Linked DNA regions of Muntiacus reevesi: region 1 is linked to region 2. A link is a contact called in public Hi-C data. All regions are on one chromosome and are shown on one strand. The core of a region is the stretch at or near the end of the contact, and the rest is flanking DNA. Distances in the headings are between cores, read along the strand shown.

Region 1 (6,579 bases), core at 1,542-4,041, 170 kb after region 2:
AGAAAATACCCCATACACACACACAAGTTCACAGGGAGGACAGCTTACGAAATCAGAGCGATTTGAGGTATCAACAAAGAGCAGTTAAGTCTAATAGCTCAAGCTGGTAAAGTGTGGAATGTAAACGGCTTCCATTTCATTCAGATGTGGGTATATTTTTCTGAGATGTCTGTATGTTAGGAAGACCTTTAAACTCAATTCCAATTCACATCCAGTGACAATATAACTAAACCAGGCCTTTCTCCTGAAGAGTAACTTTCCTTGATTTCTATTTGAGTAACAGAAAATTAGAATTAAAAAACTAAACAAAACCTAAAATTTCACATGCTGACTAAAGGAAATTCAAATTCTATGTACAACAAAAATAGCAACAGCTTGAACTGCACATTTCTGAGTTTTTTTGTTTTTTCTTTTTAATGAGATGTGCAGTGAACTTACCCATCAACATAAATCATCCCTCATTTTGCTTGGACTTTTATATTCTTTAATATTAAGTCTGGCACTTAAATGTTTTGTGTATCTCAAGTCACAGTCGAGTCAACTTCTTTAAGAAGTAAGAGAACATATTGACAAAGCTCTTAAATAAAACAACCCCAAATAAGGCACTTTGAAATATTAAACAACAGCTCTCTGCGCACCCAGGTTCCGTGTTTTGTTTTAACCAAAACGCTCCACCGCTTTTACAGAGCTCTTGCAGATGACCACTGGGTGAATGATGATGAAATAAATCTTCACTGAGGCTCTCTGCAGGCTGACTCCCCTGAAGCTATTGTCAGTTCCAGACCAAAGTGCTGTTATGCTCATCTATTTCTCAAACTTCCAGATTTGATTTTTATCTAGGGCATCACAAGTTCTCATCTGAACATCGGGCCGGCCCTCGGGTGTCCGGTAAGCACTGAGACACAGTCCTGAGTGGGGATGAAAAACAGTTCCATCTTCTTTAAAATGCCAAATAATGTTTGCTGGGATAGGAAACCCATCTTTGGGACAATTCTGCATTCCCACATGCTTTCTTAGCTCGGCAACTTCTGCACATAACTCCGTCACCGAATTAAACCTTATTTCTTTGTTGGAGGTATATTCAAAGAATTGATTGCCTCCTTGACCGTGGCATCCAAATAGGGAAAGGTTAGCACTTGTGGGGTTGTTGTCAGGAGCATTATAATCTAAACATTCAGAAGAGATCCCAATACTGCGAATAGCTCCGTGCCAGCCTGGCCTATCCTCTGGAACGTGCAAAGTAGAAAACACATTTTTCAAATACCAGTCAAAGCTCTTGCACCTCAGCCTTTCCCGTAGTAATTTTCTTTCAGAAATATCGCCATAAGCTTCTTTCCTTGCTGGAGGGTTTCGATTGTAGAAATGCTCCTTGTACTCGTCCATCCAGACTTCCGCTGCCCGAGCAGTATTCTGTAGGAAATTGGGCCGAGCATATGGTGCCCGCTTAGGGAATACGTGGCCCACGTGGGAACATGGGTGGATCTCCAGTTTACCTCCACACTGCCACACCCTGAAAGACAGCTCCAGGTTTTCACCTCCCCACACTTCCATCCCCGTGTCATAAGTTCCGAGGTACTGGAAATACTTCTTGCTGACCGCAAACAGTCCTCCGGCCATGGTGGGCGATCTGAATGGTTCAATTCTCGATTTACGCCTGTCCTTCTCATGTTTGGGGACAGAATGCCACTGGAAGGTTAGACGCCAGTCGAACCCACCAATCATGGGCTCCCCAGTCTGCATATAGAATTCAAAAGTATTCCAGTCGATGGTGTCTATAACAGGACAAATGATCACTGTTTCATCCTTATGAATCCTTTCCAAAAGTGGCTCCAGCCAGCCAGTATTGCACTCACAGTGACAATCCAGGAAAGTGAGGACGTCGCCAGTGGCAAAAGTGGCCCCAATCAGACGGGCCCTCACCAGCCCTTCCCGTTTGTTTGTTCTAATCAGGCGGACTCTATCCAGATTGCTGACATAAGTCTCCAGCTGTGTCTTCAAATAGATTCTGTCGCTCAAGTCATCGACTAAGATGATCTCCTTCAGAAGGACTGCGGGAGAAGTTTCCAAAACACTGTGGATGGTGCGAAGTAAGGTCGACCAGGCTTCGTTATAGAAAGCGATGATGACAGAAGTGGTGGGAAGTCTCCTATAGTTAAACTTCTTGGACTTACACTCATACATTCTCTTATCCTCTATGTGGCGGTGCAGGGAAATCCTGTCACTGAGGTAAATGTTAATGGCATATCTCTCAATGAGTTCCTCTTGCTGCTTCAGCTCGCTCTCGCTGAGCTGGAGCTTGCTGGCTTTCCCCCACTCCCCAAGGGCATGGGAATCTGCAGGGGGCTTCTCATATAGCGGCCGAGACAAATCCACTGCTTTCTTCCCCGGCTCGGAGAGCTGTCTTGACCCCGGCTCCCGGGCACCGCCGACTCGCAAGGAGACATGGAAAGTGGAGACGGAGAGTTCCACTAGGAGGTAGGCCCCTGTGAGAAGCGCCAGCAGCAGGCAGCTTTTGCCTGCCCACGTCCACCTCACGGCCATCCGGATCCTCATGGCTGGGGCGCGGACGCGGCCACCAGAGTCACCGCGCGCCGGGGAAAGGCTGCGGGACCCGACGCTTGAGCTCCGGGCTCAGGTAGCAGCGAACTTCCGAGCAGGTCCCTCCTTTCATGCAGGCGTTCGGCTCCTCGGCAGCCGCGGGGGCTTCCTGGGGGTCACCTGGGACCTCCGCGGGGCACGGCCTCCGGTGCAGTCCCAAGTCCTCTCTCCCCACTTCCTCCCGCCTGCCTCACAACTTTTCACAAACTCTGCAGCCAGCAACACCCCACCCTCCCCGGGCCGAGGGCAAACCCCTCCCCTTCCCACTTCCTCCCCCTGGCGGCGACTTCGCGCCAGCGGCCGGCCAGGCCCGGGCCCGGCCCAGGCCTGTGCGCGACCCTGCGGGGCCTGGGGGTCCCGGGAGCACCAAGGTGACCCTGGGCTCGGGTCCACTCCGGCTCCGACTGCATCTCGGCCGTTCTCAACACGATTCCACCCATATAGATCCTCAGAGGTGGCTCTCCTGGGGACCCAGCGTGGACGGGCGGCAAGGGTTCCCACCGATTGAGCGTCTCATCACACACACACACACACACACACACACACACACACACACACACACACGAGAAAACTCACCAAGTTGTTTGCCGTTGGGGCTAAAGTCCACAGAGGTGATCGCAGCTTTGTGGCCCTTAAAGTAACGCTCCAGAACCGGGTCCTCCTGGGAAGGAAAGTTGTCAAGTTTTGAAAGCAGGTGCAGACCTCGAATGTGCGGGGGTCGGAGAGGAGCTCGGTCCCCGCCCGCGGGAGCCGGCCCGGGAACCGCCACATCGGTGGAGGGTTGTGGGGAGCAGCAGCGCCCCGAGCAAGCACGCGCGGCCGCAGCTATATTGGGGTGTACGCCGAGCACCAGCCTCCGCCCGCAGAGCCGGCGGAATCTCCGCCAAGCGCTGCCCAGAAGCGGGCGCCCGCCGCAGACCACCTGGGCAGAGCGACTGAAATGCACGTTCCGGGGCCCCGCCCGCAGGCTTGCGGTCACAGGTGCGAGGCGGGACCCCCCGGCTTCTGTACTTTTCAAAAACCTCCCAGGTGATTCTGACGCAGGCGCTCCACGGAAACCCTAAGAGAATTCTGGGGGGACCATGGGGCCGCCGGGGCGGTCGGAGCTCGGGGACTCGGGGAGGAGCGCCCGGGGCTCCGTCAGGGCTCGGCGCTGCCGGTGCCCCCCGGAGGCAAGGGATGAGTCGCGGGCGCCCCGGGGCGAGGGGCGCGGAGCTCTCGGCTCGGGACTCGGCTGAGGACTCCTGCCTCCATGTCCCGCCAGGTGCGGGTGTAGCCCCGACCTGGCTCCCCGACCCGCGGGACCGGCTCCGGGGAGGCGCACCGCAGCCAGTCCTTACCGGGGAGGAGGCCATGGGGGAGCGCTCAGCTCCCGGCTCCTGCCCGCAGGGGGAACCGGGGGGAGGGAGGGGACGGGGTAGGAAGGGGGACCGTGCGGTGCCCGGAACTGTCCGCCCGGAGCGGCAGCGCCTCCCGGTCACTACAACAACGGCGCCCCAGTCCAACCCCGCGCTCCAGGCGTGGCCAGCCGAGCTCCGAGGCTGCGCCCGCGCCGCGGAAAGCCGGACCTCCGCCACCTGGCAAGCCGGACGCCCCGGCATCAGGTGTCGCCACACAGCAAAGCCAGCGTTTGCTAACACCTGAGCTTCCCCCGGCTTGATAACCTGAAGGAGGGTAGTAACCGAGATAGGTAGGAGACCGATGGTTGGGAGAGGGTTACGAACCTGTGATCGATGCAATCAGAATTCTATTACGCGTTAAAGAGACAGCGCGCGCGAATTTGAAGCGGGTCCAGGACATCTTATTTTTTGATGCGGAAGAGAGTTTGATCTGAAATGAGGCAGCTTGCTATTTATTAATATACACAAAAGTACTAAATCTCTGAAGGAAAGACTTGAATTTATTTAATCACTATTTTTCACACACGCCCAGCGTGTTATAAATGTAGATGCTGGATAAACGTGATGAATGAATGAACGAATGTTTTCCATCCACTTAAGGTTCTTCTGCCGTGTTTCTGTTCCAATCTCGTTTGCCTGTGTCTTAAAGCTGCTCATTGATACAGTAGCATATTTGAGGTCTTTAGGAAGACTTAGAAACATATTTTTTGTTCGGTTTAAATTACCCGGCCTCATAGTAACTATAGACGTTGCTACCGTAGACTTTCCTACATAGAATATCATTTGAGCTTCAGCAACACTGCGAAGTTGATAGTTAGGAAATGTTGCCGACCTTTAGAAATTATAAACTTGATTCTTAGACATTTTGATTTAATTATCAAAGGTTACACAAAGACAGCTCTTCCAGTTCCAAGTCCATATCCTTTTTTACCCTGTTACTAAGCTTGAAGGACTCAGCTGAAAATTACATATAGAATAAAGATTCTTGGCAGCATAAGATGGCATAATAGACCACAGCTGATAAGATACATGGTCTATACAAATGAGAGGCTACTACACTATTACAGATTTTCTAACTAGTTGTTTAGTGATAGAATTTAGTTGTAATGAATACTGTACATAGCAATCAAGCAAATTTAGACTGCATTATTAGTTCAAGTATATGTTTGTTGACTATCTTCAGGATATTTAGCAGTGAGGGATACAAAAGTGACTGAGGTATTTTCCCCGCCTTTGGGAACTCAACAATCTAGGTTTCTGAGTTTCATGTTTTAGCATGCATAATAATGATTTTAGGGGACCGCAGTCCCTAAGATGCTGATTCAGCATATATGAAGTGGAATCAAGGACCCTACAGATGTATTAATAATGAGCCTCTTAGGTGATTGCCTTGGAGTCTCAGCTATGTACATTGAGAAACATCACTCTAGTCTAGGAGGTGATGTGTCAAGATTGTTGCTACTAGCAACGTATCAGCAACTGTGTCAGGACTCTAAGCTTTGCTACTTACTCCCAGTCCAGGTTTGACTTTAAAGAAAAAAAAAGACCAACATATTAAAAAATAATGCTGGATGCTTGTGGGAATGTAAAAGGATATAGCCCTGTGGAAACAGTTGACAGTTCCTAAAAGTTTAGCCCTGAGGTATATACCCAAGTGGATTAAAAACAGGGACTGGAATAGATACTTGTACACCAATATTCATAGCAGCATTATTCACAATAACAAATAAGTGGAGGCAATTCATGTATCCAACAGATAAATCATTAAGTGTGATACATACATACAATGCACTGTTAGTCATAAAAAGAAATGAAATTCTGATACATGCTGCAACATGCCATGTGGTGCTTAGTGTATCAATTGTGTCCGGCTCTTTTCGATCCCATGGACTGTAGCCCACCAGGCTTCTTTGTCCATGGGGATTCTCCAAGCAAGAATACTGGAGTGGGTTGCCATGTCCTCCCCCCAGGGGATCTTCCCCATCCAGGGATCAAACCCAGGTCTCCCACATTGCAGGCGGATACTTTAGCATCTGAGCCACCAGGGAAGCCTGCTGCAGCATGGGTAAACCTTAAAACATTATGTTAAGTGAATAGACCAAACACAGAAGAACATGTATTTTATGATTCCACCTATTGAGGTACCTCAAATATGTGGATTCATAGAGACAGACAGTAGAATGGAGGTTAACAGAATGGGCTGGGGATAAGGAAGAATGGAAAGTTATTGTTTAACAGATGTGGAGTTTCTGTTTGAAATGATGAAGTTCTGGAAATAGTGGTGATTGTTACAAAACATTGTGAATATACTTAATGCCATTGAACTGTACACTTAAAATAGTTAAAATGGTAATACTTATGTATATCTGACTACAATAAAAATAAATAATAAAATACATAATAATTCTGAAAACTCTGAGGACCTCAAAGTTTCTCACAGCCAAGATATATCTAATAATGGGTTTGGCAGATTAACAGAAAAAGCTGGAGATGTATAAACTAGCTCAAAAAAGAGACAGAGAAAATTTTTAAGTATGGATTTTTCTCTAATTCTCTTAGTTAAAATAGTTTCCCAGGTGAC
Region 2 (7,042 bases), core at 4,175-6,674:
CCTTTACCTTGAAAATTAATGGTTCAAAATAACCTCAACATTAAAAAAAAAAAAAACTTTATCAACAGGGGTTTCTGACCCACATTCTAAATTAGTTAAGCACAAGCGCATTAGAACAGGAGTGGTGATGCTTCAAGTGCTAATGTGATATTGTGGCCACATCCAGACTCTCAGCTTAGCTTAGCTGTGTTCTGTCACATACACCAAAGGGGAGACTCTACCACCCCTGATTCATTTACTATTCCAATACTAGAATTTGCAGGCACAAGTTCCAGTTACAAGCCAGAGAATTAATTATCTCTACTTTCTTCCTGGTATGTGTATTACTGAGCAGAAGACCCTGACAGGGAAAATCAAGAGGTTAATGCTCTGTCATCTTGTTATTCTGAAGCCTTCTCTTTACGACTGTTCATGAATATCTAAATATTGTAATTTCAGAAAGCTATGCTCTTATGACACCATTTTCCTTCAAGAGCATCACAGTTTTCTTAAATAAGCCAGCCTTACTATATTTTGTCCATAGGAATGATATGAACTTCCCTGGCGGCTCAGATGGTAAAGACTCTGCCTGCAACGCAAGAGACCCTGGTTCAATCCCTGGGCTGGGAAGATCCTCTGGGGAAGAGAATGGCTGCCCACTCCAGTACTCTCACCTGGAGAATTCCATGGACAGCAGAGCAGGGACAGCAGAGTCCATGGGATCAGAGTCGGACACGACTGAGCGAATTTCACACTCACACTCATAGGAAATGATATAGTCAATCCCTTCCATTACATCACTTTTATTTGAAGCAAAAGGCTAATTTCATAAACTGCACCTGAAAACTTCTTGGAAATAGTTTGAGGTGAGAACTTTGCCCCAATATTCCTACATGTTATTTTATACAAGCCAGTAGCAATCCCCAACTGAAAAATCCTAGAATTTACCACTTCACATCTAAAGTACAATTAAGGAGAGATTTTGAAAAAATACACATTTGATAGCCAAAATAGTCATTTATTAATAATTTAAGGTTTTACATTCTTATAATAAAATTTCAGCTCAGAACTTTACACCATGAACATATGGAGCTGCTTGTCTCCTTCCTTCACAATCATATGCATGTCGCCTATTGAATGAGTACCCATGCTCACTTTCACATACACACACACACACGCTTCCAGTTTCACACAAATTGTTTTTAAAAAGGAAAGAAACCAACCCAAAGTATTGCATTTGAGGTGACACTCCCTGAAGAATTTTGTACAGAGGTAAGATACTGCTTAGCACAGCTGAAGTTTCAACAACAAAAAAAGTGAGCCCATGATTTTGGTGTCTTTCCAAGATATCCACTCTGAGACAATACAAACCAAAATATTTACAAAGATAAGGCAGAATCAAACTACATTAAGGAGAAAAAAAGTCACAAGGAAGATACATGAAAGAGACTGAAGACTGCACCATAACAAGGTCTCCATGATTAGTTAAGTGTCCATGAAAATGTCATTCAGAATTGGTAACGTTGAGCATGCTGCAAATATATCCTTTGGATTCAAAAAGAGCAAAAGTTTCCATTGTTTTTAAGTGGCAAACTGCTCTTTCTCCCTTTGGATGATTTCTTTTCAACCCATCAAAGGAAAAACACAGTTCAAACAAACAGTCAAGTGATTTAAGATCAAATATTTACAATAATCAAATGGAATATGAGATTCATTTGATTGATTTTTTTTTTTTTTTTTTTTTGCAAACTGACACTACAAATACAGAGCTGAAACCTCTCTTTGGCTCCTTTATATGCAAAGTTGAATCGGTCTTCACTGAAGACAATATAGAATCAGTTCCAGATGCAAAAGAAACAGTCACACAAGGCCCGAAAGAACACATGCTCCTACCCTACCGTTTGGTCCTACCCTATGTACCTGGAAGTCCTCGAATTCCAGTCCCTGCAGGGGTAGGCTGTACACACGGGTGTGGAGCGAACCTACGGCCTAGGTCTATACAGCAGGTCCTGTTCTTCCAACAGGAAGGGAGCAAATCTCTCCCTTGGGAATAACCAATTCCATACGTGGTAACCTTGTCGAATACAGACAGCTGGTGTCCTGCTGACACCTGGGGCCACATACAAAGAAAGCAGCCTGGCTGATGCTGCTAAGAGAAACTGCTAAGGATCGACTGGACACATTCCAGTGGGGGGGGCGGGGGCCTTCACGTGGATTGCAGAGAGTCCACCTGGTACACATTCTGGTTGGAGGGGGTGGTGAAATAGAGCTGCTGTGTGGGCACGCGGTTGTCACAGGGGCTACTCAGTCCCAGCGTCCTCTCGAAGTCCAGCAGCTGGCCCATGAAGTTGAAGTTGGGGGAGATGTTGGATTTCTTCATCTTCACAATGTCATAAGCATCGTTCATCGACAGATTGAGCTTCTGCATAAGGTAAGCCACAGTCACAGTGACCGAGCGACTGATGCCAGCTAAGCAATGCACCAGGACACCACAGTTTTTGCCCCGGGCTTCATCTGTAAACAGAAAAAGAAAAGGGAAAAATATATCAGTAGACCGAAAACCCCCCTTTGTGAATAATCAGTCTAAAACCTGAGTAATAATAATACTAAAGATTAAAAAATAATTGTGTGTGGCAACTGAGCCCTGCAGGCAGCAGAAAATGTATCACTGGGCTAAAACATGTACACTGGGCACAATTACATATTTCAGATATTTTCTGAAAAGGGAGCTTTTGTATTAAGTTTCTGCCAACACAAAACCCCTTAATGTGTGCATTCTTTGCCTCAGCATGTGAATACCAGAAACCCTGCAATATGGTCGTGAATGCCTTTTATACAGACAAGCAGACTGCAAGGGTCTATTAAATTATTCTCCAACTGTTGTGCAGCTAACAATGGAGGTATTCAGGCATTTTAAAAAAGAGAGAGGGAAGTCACAGGGGACAGCCCATTAGGAGGAACAGGATGTCGACATGGCCTGAAAATGAGTTCCTTTGTAATAGGAAATGCATTACAATGCCTGGAGATTCGCTTCTCCAGGCTTTCAGCCCACAGTTCTTCCTGCTGGGCTCAGGTTACCCTCACTGTCTCACTGTGCACCGGTATCACAGTAACATTCAGTTGGATTACAGCATCTCGCATTCACAGAGCCTTCCAACAACTAACCTGGTATCCTAAAACAACTCCCAGGTCGGTCTTTTAAAATTATAAAGCCATGCTAGGATTCCTATCTACCAAGAGTACTTCTACCTGGTCCTCCTCCAGTCCAAAGATGGTGGGAAAACTCAGCGGTCTACGTACAAATGGCCACTCTTTCAAATGACTGGAGTCAGAGTCAAACAATAGACAAAATTTGCAATACACCTGTGGTCCGCAGCCTGGTCAAAAGACACTTTTTTTTTTTAAAGCAAGAAGCTATACCAGAATCAAGAACCGTCCTGAAACATTTGATACCTGCAGTGCCACAAATTAGCAAGCAGCCAGAAAGATGAATAGCTTAAACTCTAAGAGTGGTGAAAAATTTTGCGTTTGAAGTCTGAGCGAGAATTGTTCATTAGTCTCACCTATGAAAGAAATGGCCTCAGGGAAAAACTGGGACAGGTTTTGGCTCCAGTGATCCGAGATGGGGATCTGCTTGTATTTGAACTCTCCTGCATTCTCAAAGAGATTCGGCAAGTTGGGGGTGACGTTCAAGATGTACTTGATGCCAAACTCCTCCAACACGTCCAGGTTGGTGGAGTCCTTGGCACAGCCCAAATAGAGGAAGGGCAAGATCTCCACGGGGAAAGAAGGCTGACTGTTGGACAGTGGGCTGCCATCCGAGTCCGTTGCACTATTGGGGTCTCGGTCAAGGTCAGACTCAATGTCCGAGGAGGAGTCGGAGCTGATCCGCAGGCCCCCGAGCCCCAGCACGGGCAAGGGTGGCGAGCTGCTGCTACACGAGCCGTCTAGATTGGTCTCGCAGTGCAGGGCGAACTCGGCTTGGAACTTACTGAAACCACCTGCCAGGAGGAGAAAAACAATCATGTAACCCGAGATCCCGTAGTAGTTTTCACAGCTTTGAGAGCCGCAGCCGCACGTAGAAACACACCACAGAACTCTACCAACCCCCCTACACGCGAAACCAAATATAAGAGAAAGACACTTAAATGTGCACCCTTGGGAACAGAACAAACGGCCCGCCTCCCCGGGGAACCCTCATTCTTTTGAATCCGGAAATGCACAAAATGGCAACTTTTCCGAATATCTTGCAGGGCTAGGAGGTGCCAACCTGCACCACAACCGTCCTGCAAAATCTCAATCAAAAATCGAACGACAGAAAGTAGGCAAAGAGGGAGGACATTTCGGGCAGAAAGCAGAGGTGGTGAGAAAGAAATGGCCCATGAGTGCGGCCGGAAGCGGGCCGGTTCCGCGCGGGCCAAGTTCGTGGGTGCGGGACTCGCGAGGCCCGCAGGGCAGGCAGACAACCCCCGGGCGCAGCAGTGGGCTCAGAATGGCCGGCCGGGCGCCTTGCCTGCAGCCGGCAGCCCGGTGTCCTCCGCCTGGCCCCCCGCGCGGAGCCCCCCGGCTCGTACCTTCCAGGTAGAACGCCCGGCAGCCCTCGTCCTTGAGCTTCTTGAGCAGCAGCCCGAGCACCGACTCTCCGCCCGTATTCTCGTTCCAGTCGCTGCTGCTCTCATCGTAGAGCACCACGGTGTCCGTGCCGCAGCGCCGCGTGAAGCGGTCCCGGTCCTCGCCGCGCGTGAACAGCGCGCGCACCGGCAGGTTGCCCTTCTGCAGGCGCCGCAGCATGATCCCCGGGATGGCCACGTTGATGGCCGACTCGATGTGGGACGACTCGTAGAGCTCCTGCGGCCGGCAGTCCATCAGCAGCAGCCTCTCGTTTCCCAGCTCCAGCTGCTCGTTGAGCCACGCCACCGTCTTGCTGATCGCCATTTCCGACGCGAAGGGCACGGGTCTGAGCGTATCTATCATGGGGGTCGAGCTGCCGGAGAGGGTGGGGTGCCTATCAGACGCCCCTCGGGGCAGGCAGAGGCCGAGCGCGCCGCGGGAAGCCGCCGCTCTCGGAGCGGGGTTGGAGTCCACCTCGCCCTTCCCAAGCCGGGATAGCGGTTGGGGCAGGCGAGACCGAAGTGAAGCCAGCGGTTCCCTCTGCACCCGGCTGCAGCCGCTCGTTCTCGGTGTCAATGAATCTCTCTGAATGAAGCTGCCCAGACAGTTTTGTTCCTCCAGGGTGAATGAAATCCAATTAATTCGGACTCCGTGCTACCGAGAAGGGAGGAAAGAAAAGTCCAGCGGCTCCTAATCCCTCCCTCCAAGATTGCACCTCAAATCCACCCGGCCGTCTTTCTCCTAGGATTATTCAAACCTCGATTGCTCACTCTCCCTAGGACGCGGCGCTCGCACACCCCCTGCGCGAGGCAGCTCCTCAATGGATACAAACAGCGAGCGTCTCAATGGATACATTCTCCGGGCCAGCCAATGAGCGCTCTGCGGAAGGGGCTGTTGCCGTGGGGACGGGCCGGCTGGAACAGGTTGTGTTGATGAATTGTTAATGAGTTTGTCATTCACAAAAACGGAAAGGAATTTCCGCTCCGGATAAGCCCCAGTGCAAACAAGCTGCAACAGCGGACTCCGCGGGAGGAAGGAGAAAGAAGAGGAGGCGGCGGCGGAGGAGGAGCAGGGCACAGAAACCGGGGCACTTCAGTTGTCTCATGTTTCCTTCTGTTGAGAGTTCGCACTTCACGTCGAAACTTTTGCGCACAAATGGTGCAATTAGCGGGCACAAAAGCCCTTGTTCGCGACGCCTGTGAGCGCAAGCTAGCTTTAGGGAAACTTGTGCTGACTTTTTCCCTTTTCTTCCCTTTAAACTCATTTGCACTGGAGTTCACGATCGCTCCCTCCCTCCCCCCGCCCCTTAGGCAGTGTGTGTGGCATTTGTTTGCCAGTTTTAAAAGCCCAGCTCTGTTTCCCCTGATGTTCTTTTAGCCGAGGCTCTGTTGGGGCTGGTAAACTGCCTGGGCTTTAGTGACCGATGAGGTGTTAAATGCTAATCCAACATCTTTTGAAACAAACCAGGATTTTGTTGAAACATTTTTAAGCAAGCAAATGCTTGGAAGTTCAGATAATAGGAAGCAAGCCTCTTTAAAAAAAAAAAAAAAAAAGACAAAACGGCGTTTTAATTAATTTTTTAAAAACCAGTGGAGACTGCAGAACAAAGTCGTTGGGCAGTCTGATCCTTTTATTCCTCGGGGGGGGGGGGGCATTACAAGCCATTGTTCCGGGGATCCAAGCACCCCCTCCCCGGTCCCCGCCGTCACCCACTGCGCGCTGGGGGTAGCGCTCGTTAATCATTTCTGAGCAGCGAGCTCAGCTTCCAGACACAGGAGCCTCCCTGGAGGGGCTTCCTGGACGAGGTGCACGCGGAGCCGGGCAGGCTGTCCCCACCATCCGCAAAGCGTGGGGAAGTCCTCCCGCAAGGCCTGCAGGCTGCAGGGGCTCAAGGTGGGTTCGGCGATTGGCTTACTGTAGACCGAGGCATGTGAGAACGGAGCCACCCCGACAACCCGCGCCTGGTCAGCCCCTTCCTTCCCGGGGCAGCAACCCCCTCCCTTGCAAGTCGCCGGGCACTAGCGGAACACTGCCCCCTCCTGCGCGTTGCGCTCCTCGTGAGCACCCGCCGCCTCCGCAGCCCAGTTCAGCTGGCGCCGAGCGCCTAGGGACCCCGAGGACCGGTGGGGGGCCGAGTGCAGAACTTTGGGCTCCAGTTCTGCCTGGGGCGGGTGTGGGGCGAGGACTGCCTGCCCCTGCTCCAGAGGCGACCTGGGAATTTTGGGGAACGTCTCTGCCGCGCTGCATAGCCAGCAGGTAATTGGGGAGGCGCTGGCCAGAGCAGCGAGCCGCGCTCGGCCGGCGTACCACGGGGTGGGGCAGGCTGCCGGATAGAGGCGTGGCGGGTGGGGGCCGCGGCGGTGGCGGCGGCGGGGAGGAACATTCCCAGCGCGCACAACCATATTGTTATGTGAAAGTACCCGAGCCTGCTGCTCCCGAGCGGAAAACCACC

The links. Hi-C and Micro-C count contacts between places; a contact is called where the count stands out from the background.
Region 1: a Hi-C map of blood shows a contact between it and region 2, with 2.2 times the contacts expected there. The contact joins the promoter of GALNT4 here to the promoter of DUSP6 in region 2. A contact is called at or near these places in 2 of 3 Hi-C or Micro-C datasets (blood and muscle).

The regions. Positions count from the first base shown.
Region 1 is chr4:136,128,499-136,135,077 of mMunRee1.1, forward strand. It overlaps GALNT4 (polypeptide N-acetylgalactosaminyltransferase 4), which reads right to left and starts at 2,792. Exons shown (of 1, transcript XM_065934186.1): 1 at 1-2,792. The coding sequence starts at 2,553. The coding sequence ends at 805. It overlaps POC1B (POC1 centriolar protein B), which reads right to left and starts at 4,062. Exons shown (of 11, transcript XM_065934184.1): 1 at 3,939-4,062; 2 at 3,175-3,259. The coding sequence starts at 3,953.
Region 2 is chr4:135,955,400-135,962,441 of mMunRee1.1, forward strand. It overlaps DUSP6 (dual specificity phosphatase 6), which reads right to left and starts at 5,425. Exons shown (of 3, transcript XM_065934181.1): 1 at 4,554-5,425; 2 at 3,543-3,980; 3 at 977-2,493. The coding sequence starts at 4,953. The coding sequence ends at 2,186.